Regions from separate parts of the Sus scrofa genome. Here region 2 is linked to region 1. A link is a contact called in public HiChIP or PLAC-seq data. All regions are on one chromosome and are shown on one strand. The core of a region is the stretch at or near the end of the contact, and the rest is flanking DNA. Distances in the headings are between cores, read along the strand shown.

Evidence for each region. HiChIP or PLAC-seq counts read pairs in DNA pulled down with a chosen protein or histone mark.
Region 2: a contact with region 1 is called in an H3K27ac HiChIP or PLAC-seq map of alveolar macrophages. The contact joins the promoter of CEPT1 here to the promoter of RAP1A in region 1. A contact is called at or near these places in 1 of 47 Hi-C or Micro-C datasets (embryonic fibroblasts) and 1 of 2 datasets of contacts at active chromatin or transcription factors (alveolar macrophages).

Annotation. Positions count from the first base shown.
Region 1 is chr4:108,748,878-108,752,331 of Sscrofa11.1, reverse strand. RAP1A (ras-related protein Rap-1A) reads left to right here and starts at 1,380. Exons shown (of 8, transcript XM_021090035.1): 1 at 1,380-1,499.
Region 2 is chr4:109,183,701-109,187,213 of Sscrofa11.1, reverse strand. It overlaps CEPT1 (choline/ethanolaminephosphotransferase 1), which reads left to right and starts at 1,717. Exons shown (of 9, transcript XM_021090044.1): 1 at 1,717-3,417. The region is part of intron 1 of DRAM2 (DNA damage regulated autophagy modulator 2); the gene reads right to left.

The DNA of each region.
Region 1 (3,454 bases), core at 131-2,630:
TTGAAAATTGTGAATCAGATGTGGTCATTCCTCTGCTCACCCTCCCATGGCTCTCTGCTGCTCTTGTGACAGCCCATGAGGCTCCACTGGACCTGACCTCTTCTTCCGCACCTCTCTCAGCCCAACTACTACTACTCTCTGGCTAGCTGATCACCCCAAGCCATTCTGGCCATTTGTTGTTCTTGCTACATGCTCGGCTGTTCCCAACTCTGAGCTTAAGGCCAGAGATTTTCTTTCAGCTTATAAGGTCTCCCCTATGCCTTCTCCCCTCCCACATATTTTCTAAGCCCACTCCTTCATATCATACACTATGGGCTCAAAGGTCTCCTCTGAGGGGCAATATCTGGCCATCTATAAAGTCACTCCATTCCTGGCTTTATTTTTCTTCACACCACTTATCACTTCCTGAACTTTTTTTTTTTTTTTTGGTTTTTTTTTGCCATTTCTTGGGCTGCTCCTGCGGCATATGGCGGTTCCCAGGCTAGGGGTCTAATCGGAGCTGTAGCCACCAGCCTACGCCAGAGCCACGCAACGTGGGATCCGAGCCGTGTCTGCAACCTACACCACAGGTCACGGCAACACCGGATCCTTAACCCACTTAGCAAGGCCAGGGACCGAACCCGCAACCTCATGGTTCCTAGTCGGATTCGTTAACCACTGCGCCACGACGGGAACTCCAAAAGAGATTTTTTTTTTTTTTTTTTTTAGTTTTTGGATTTTATAGAGCCGCAGATACATCGTATGGAAGTTCCCAGGCTGGGGGTCTAATTGGAGCTGTAGCTGCTGGCCTATGCCACAGCCACAGCAATGCCAGATCCCAGCCTTGTCTGTGACCTACCGCTCAGCTCATGGCAATGCCGCATCCTTAACCCACTGAGCGAGGCCAGGGATCGAACCTGCGTCCTCACCGTTACTAATCAGATTTGTTTCCCTGAACCAAGATGGGGACTCCACTTTCTGAAATTTTTGTTCTACTTGTTTGTTTCAGTCTCCTCTCTCCCACTAGAATGCAAGCTCTACGAGGGCCTTTACTTGCCAATGGCATTATTCCCTGTGCCTGTCACATATGAGATGTTCAATTAGTACTTATCAAAAGGTTGTATTCCGTCCAAAATTCTATTACTCCAGAATCTTCGGACTATTCCTCATTTCCTTTCCGCACCCAACCGCCCAAGGCAAAACCGTAACTCCCGCTCCTCTCCTCAGGTCATAACTCTCCCGGTTCGTAACTCTCGCATCCCTTCCTGCGCGGCCCCTTTAAGCGGACTCCGGAACGCCAAAAGGAAGGCGGGGCCGAAACCTTGCCGACGCCGACTCGGAGGGGCGGGGCGGGACTTGGGGGCGTGGCCTGCGTGCTGCGTGCGTGCGCGTTCTGGAGGCGCCGCCGCCGCTCTCGAGGCCGCTGCCGCCGCCGTCGCCGCGCAGAGCCGGAGCAGGAGCCACGGCCGAGTGGAGGGAGGAGGAGGAGGAGGAGGTGGAGGAGGCGCCGGACCGGGGGGGTGAGTGAGGGGCGGGGAGCCGGAGCCGGCCTCAGAAGGAGCGGGGGGCGCGGGTCGGCCGAGCCGGGGCTGAGGCGGCTCCTGTTGCCGGTCAGTCCCCTGGCTCCCCCTTCCTCCTCTGCGTTCCCTCGGTGTCCGGGGCGGCGGCCCGGGGCCTGGCCGGCGGGAGGGGCCAGGACTTGGGGAGGCCCGGCCGCCGCCGCCGGGGCCAGAGCCAACCACGCCCGCGGACCGAGCCGGTGGACTGTGGCTGGGCCTGCGGGAGAGGGACGGGAGGGGCCCGGGCCGGGTGTGGGAGAGAAAGAGGACATTGTGTCCCCCACCCTCCAACTCCCCGAGGTGTCATGGCACAAGCCTATTTCCCTCGCCATCTCCCCGGACACAGTGCCCTCGCCCCTCACTGCCCGAGGGAGGTAGAAGATTGGACATCGCTGCCTTTTTCTTCTTGCGTGTCCCCAGACTAGGGTCAGATCTTCCTTCAAACCCAGCTCACCCTTTGGGGGGCAAGCACAGAGGGGGTTGGAGGGTTGGGTGAATTTTCTGTTCCTCCCTCGTCTGCTGGAGAGGTGAGGGTAGACCGGAGCAGTGTCCTCTCTGTGTTCACTTGTCAGGGTTCGGGGTCCCCCGTTCCTTTATTCCCCCAGTGCGCAGGGCTGACATCTCTACGCCCCACTCCATTTCCCAGCCCCTTTCCCGCCCTCTTTGCCCAACGTCTTCCGTGGCATGCCATGTGTTCGCCTTTTCGGGCGTTGCTTTTCTTGGGTCTCTGCTTCTTTCCTGAATTTTATTAGTGCAGAGGTCACCGTGTGATTCTTGTCTTCCTTCAAACTGGGACTGGTAGGAGTGTCTTTTGCCCCCTGGTTCAGGAAGTTAAGGACAGCGTTTTCGGCTGAATTGTGTAACTTACTGCTGTGGGGAGAACTTGAGGGGAAGACACTTGTGCCTGAAAAGTGGAATCAGCTCACGGTGCTAAGAACCAGAGTTTAGGGGACCTTTTGACCTCTTGGAAAAAGAACTAGCGTCGAGGAGTTATGTATTCCTTTTGGGGAGGGAAAATGGTTTTGTCACTGCTTCGAAGGGAGGAAGGTAGAAGAAATGAAAGAGAATAACAGGGCAGGAGGTTAATGGGTCACAGCTGTACAGGTGGCCACAGTTTTCTGCTTCCTGGGTGTGAGATGATAATTCTTTCTGTTTTTAGCACAGTTAAGAGTGAAGTATCCGCTCTTAGTTTTAACGTGGGGCTCCTACCTTCAAAAGCATGCTGAAGGGCAGTCTCTAAAGGGATGCTGCTGGAAACAGGATTTGGAAACTTTATTTTGGTTTCCTGTCAGAGTGTGGGGGTGGGCATGCATGTGTGTAGTTTTTCTTCTCTTGTGATGTAATTGATAATCTGCACTATTTTGACATAATTGACACTAAATCAGGTTTCGAGCTTCTTTATTTTGATTTCTTGAACACTTACTTTCTGTTTTGAAATTGTATTTGCGTTAATTGAAATTCTTTTAGTCTGGTGTTTCAGTAAATCTTGTTTCCTCGGTATTTTGAATTATGTGCCACAAAATGTGATTAGGTGTAAGGTACTGAGGTTCATACAGTGCCTGGCACATGCTAGGCACTTGGTCTTTCTTGTTTGTTTGTTTTTGTGGCACTTGATATTTCTTGAATGAATTGAATGATTACAAAGATATGTCTAGGTATTTCCATATCTTCTATCCTTTTGAGAGGCAGCTCAAATTAGAATATGGCCTTTAGCTCCCAGTATATAAAATAGTAATTATTAACCTTTTCTGGGCTACTGACACCTTTGAGAATATAATGAAATGTGTAGATGCTCTCCTCAGGAAGGAGGTAATAGGCATTTTTGCACAAAATTTTGCATTCAGTTTCAGGGACCCTCTGAAGCCAACCATGGGTAGTTGTCTTAAAAGTAAACTGGAATCCCTGAGTATTCAGTT
Region 2 (3,513 bases), core at 468-2,967, 430 kb before region 1:
CAGATCCTGAAGATTCAAGTTCTTATGTCGTATCTTTATTCCTCTACCTGGGGCTGCGATGAAAATTAACAAATTTCTTTGTGATCCTCCTTTGCCAGCAAGGAGTTACTTTTTTTGTTTTCTAGCTCCTTTTCATTGAGTGCATAGATTTCTGAGGATTCTGGCTGATTTAGGGGAAGGTGGTTCTCCAGGGCCACGAGTGGAAATATCTACATTTCATTTTTTTATGAAGAATCATCCCCTGACACACAAGAATCATCTACACAAACTATTTTCCATGAATGGTGTCTCCTGGAGTTATATATATGGGAGGTGAAAGGAGTATGAATCCCATCTCTCTACCTTGGGTGGGGGGCAGGGGGAGCCTATCATTTACCCTTAATGGTACTTTATTTCTGCTCTCAGACAAAGGCCCCAAAAGAGACAGGCAGCAAGTTTCCTGCTCTGGTTTCAGCTCTCTTGACTTTTTAGCCCTGGGAATTTCCCTTTCTTTTCTACATGAACTGCTATGCATTTAAAAAGCTAATATAATTTATTCAGCATTTGGGTAGTTTGGCAAAAGGGATTTTCAAAACATTTTGTCCACCACATTGCTGGAAGCATAATCTCCTCCTTTGTTTTTGCACGTCCAAATCCTTCCTATTCTTCAAAGTCAAGCTGAAATACCATCTTCCACACACAACCTTTCCTATTCCCTTTGCATCTGCAGATAAACAGCCCCTCCTCTGAGACATTTAGTTTGCACATCTCTTACAGCTCATTATCTTCTATAGGATCAAAATTTGGGAGAGTGTCTGAAGCGAATAAAATCCCTGATGAGGGATTCTATTTTTCCACCCAAGCAGAGAAAAGGGCCTTGCCCATAATAATTATTCAATAAATATTTTTTGAAAGGACAAATAGCTCAAATCAAATCTTAAGCCTCAAAAAGGTTCATGATTTTCCTATTTCACCAAACAGTACAGGTGATCCCTGACTTAACGATAGTTCAACTTAGATTCTTTTCCACTTTATGATGGTACAGAAGCAACAAGCATTCAGTAGAAACCATACTTCAAATTTTGATCTTTTCCCAGGCTAGTGATATGTGGTACATACTCCTGTGACAGCTGGGCATCAGCAGCTCCCAGTCAGCCACACAATCACAAGGGTAAACAACCGATACACTCACCACCATTCTGTAGCCATACAACCATTGTGTCTTTCACTTTCAGTACAGTATTCAATAAATTACATGAGATATTCAGCACTTTGTTATAAAATAGGCTTTGTGTTAGATGATTTTACCCACCTATAGACTGATGTAAGTGTTTTGAGCCCGTTTAAGGTAGGCTCAGCTAAACCACCATGTTCCCATAGGCTAGATGTATTAAATGGGTTTTCGACTTGGGCAATTTTCAGTGTACGATGGGTTTACTAGGATGGAGCCTTATTATAAATGGAGGAAGATCTGTACATATTGCCATTTTTCCAGCTATCCAGATTCTAAGGCCTCACGGTAACCTTAGATTCTCTCTTCCAATCCTTCACACGTTGTCACTAAGTGATGGCAATTCTACCTCCAGTCATTTGCAACCATGCTTCCTCCTAGTTACCTGCATAAATACTCAAGTCAGATTCTCAGTTCTCTTGGCCTGTTTTTCTCCTTCTCCCCCATTCATTCTATATTCACTGACAAATTAACATTCCTAAAACTTTTTTTTTTTTGCTCAAAAAAAATTTTTTTATAAAATTGTGTGAACTTGGGCTTCATTAATTTCTCTGAGCCAGTTTCTCCTTTGAAAAAAGGGAATAACATCATTGGCAAAGGCTGCACTGTCCAATATAGTCACCAATGGCCATATGTGGCTATTTAAATTAAAATTACAATTGATTTAAAATAAAATATATTACTAAGCCCAAGAAAGTACTGACTTGTCCCTGTGATGCAATGGAAAGAACACAGCTCTAAGATCAGATTTACCTAAGTGCAAATCCTAGCTCTACGGTGTCCCCGCTGTATGATTTTAGGCAAGTTACCTAGCTTCTCTGGGTTACAGTAATCTTCTTTGTAAAGTAGCTATTCCCTAGAGTAGAACAGAGTAAAGCATACAATGTAATGATAGGTGATTTATCAATTCTGTACAACTACAATTAGCCACAGGGATGGGGAATGACAACATAACTCTTGAAACAAATGAATCATCTTGGATTCCTGTCTCGTTATAGGCTCTCAGGGTTCCAGTAATCTAAACTGATAATTTAGAGGGGAAACAGGGCTTACGATGGTTTACCAGTTTGCTAATGATTACTGAGAAATTTAAATGCACTGACTAGGTGAGGAAGACACTATTGCCTATGTATCACCACAATGGTAAGCTGAAAGCATGGCTAGGTAGCTGCTAACCAAGCAAAATTAGAATTTTAGTGGTTAATAATTTAAGAAACCTTTGATACTTGAAAAATATGCAGGAATAACCTTCACAGCACTGAGAGTGTTTAACAAAATGTTCTTTCATCTCTCACCTGTCTTCTCAGATTTCCTGGATAACCCATGAATCAGAACTACAGTCACAATTTTTAAATTTCACAAATATTTCAATGCCATCGGTAAAAAAAAGATGAATTCCTCATGCTGTCTCCTCTAAGGGTGACTGCTTAGAAACATAAGAAAGTAAATTCTGGATATTACAAACGAAGAAAGCCCTAAGCTTCTTTTGGAGCTACACAGAATCCTCAGGCCCAAAGCAAAGCATAATAGAAAACGGTTATTTTTCTAAACTCCAATTTGGTCTTCTAATAAATGCAATATTCTTGTAATGGTTAAAAATTAAATAATCTAGAAAACCATGTAATTTTAAAGAAGTTGGTCAAATATTACAGGGAGAGAGAAATGGGGAGAATCTGGTGTTGTAACGCAAATTAGAGTTGCCTGTGGGTATTAATTCCTACATTTAAATTTGAGAGAACTGGAAAAATGCGGTGTTTTGCAAAAGTATCCTATCAGAAGCACGGTTGTGCAGATACAAAGGACTAGCCATTTACCTTTCCGTATCGCACGCCCCTCGATAGAACTGGGCGTAGTAGACTTGAGCTTCGCGTATACACAAGGTCACCACAGATTTCAATTTCGAACCTTCCTCCCCACCCTCCCATCAAGAAATCTGAGCCCTGGATTGACAATGGGAATACATCCTCAACAGAAGTCTTTGTGGGACTGGAGCGAAGGTTCTCGATAAACGCTTAAAACAAAACCAAGGAATCATTTACACCCACCGCTGCCTTTAACCGGAGGCGAAAAGCTCAGGGACAGAAAGCTCAGCTACGCTTTGCCTGCTGCCAGGAAAAGATGTGAGAGGCGGAGCTTGGCCGGCCTTGGGACAAGCAGGCGGGATTCGGACGGTAGTGGAAGAAGAGACCAAGAACCGAGGAAGAAAGGTGAGACGCGGACACCTGAGCGCCGCTTGCAGCCACTCCCACCACCCTCCACGGGGTCCCCCTGAGCCCACCCGCGGCTCCGGCCACCACCTAGTC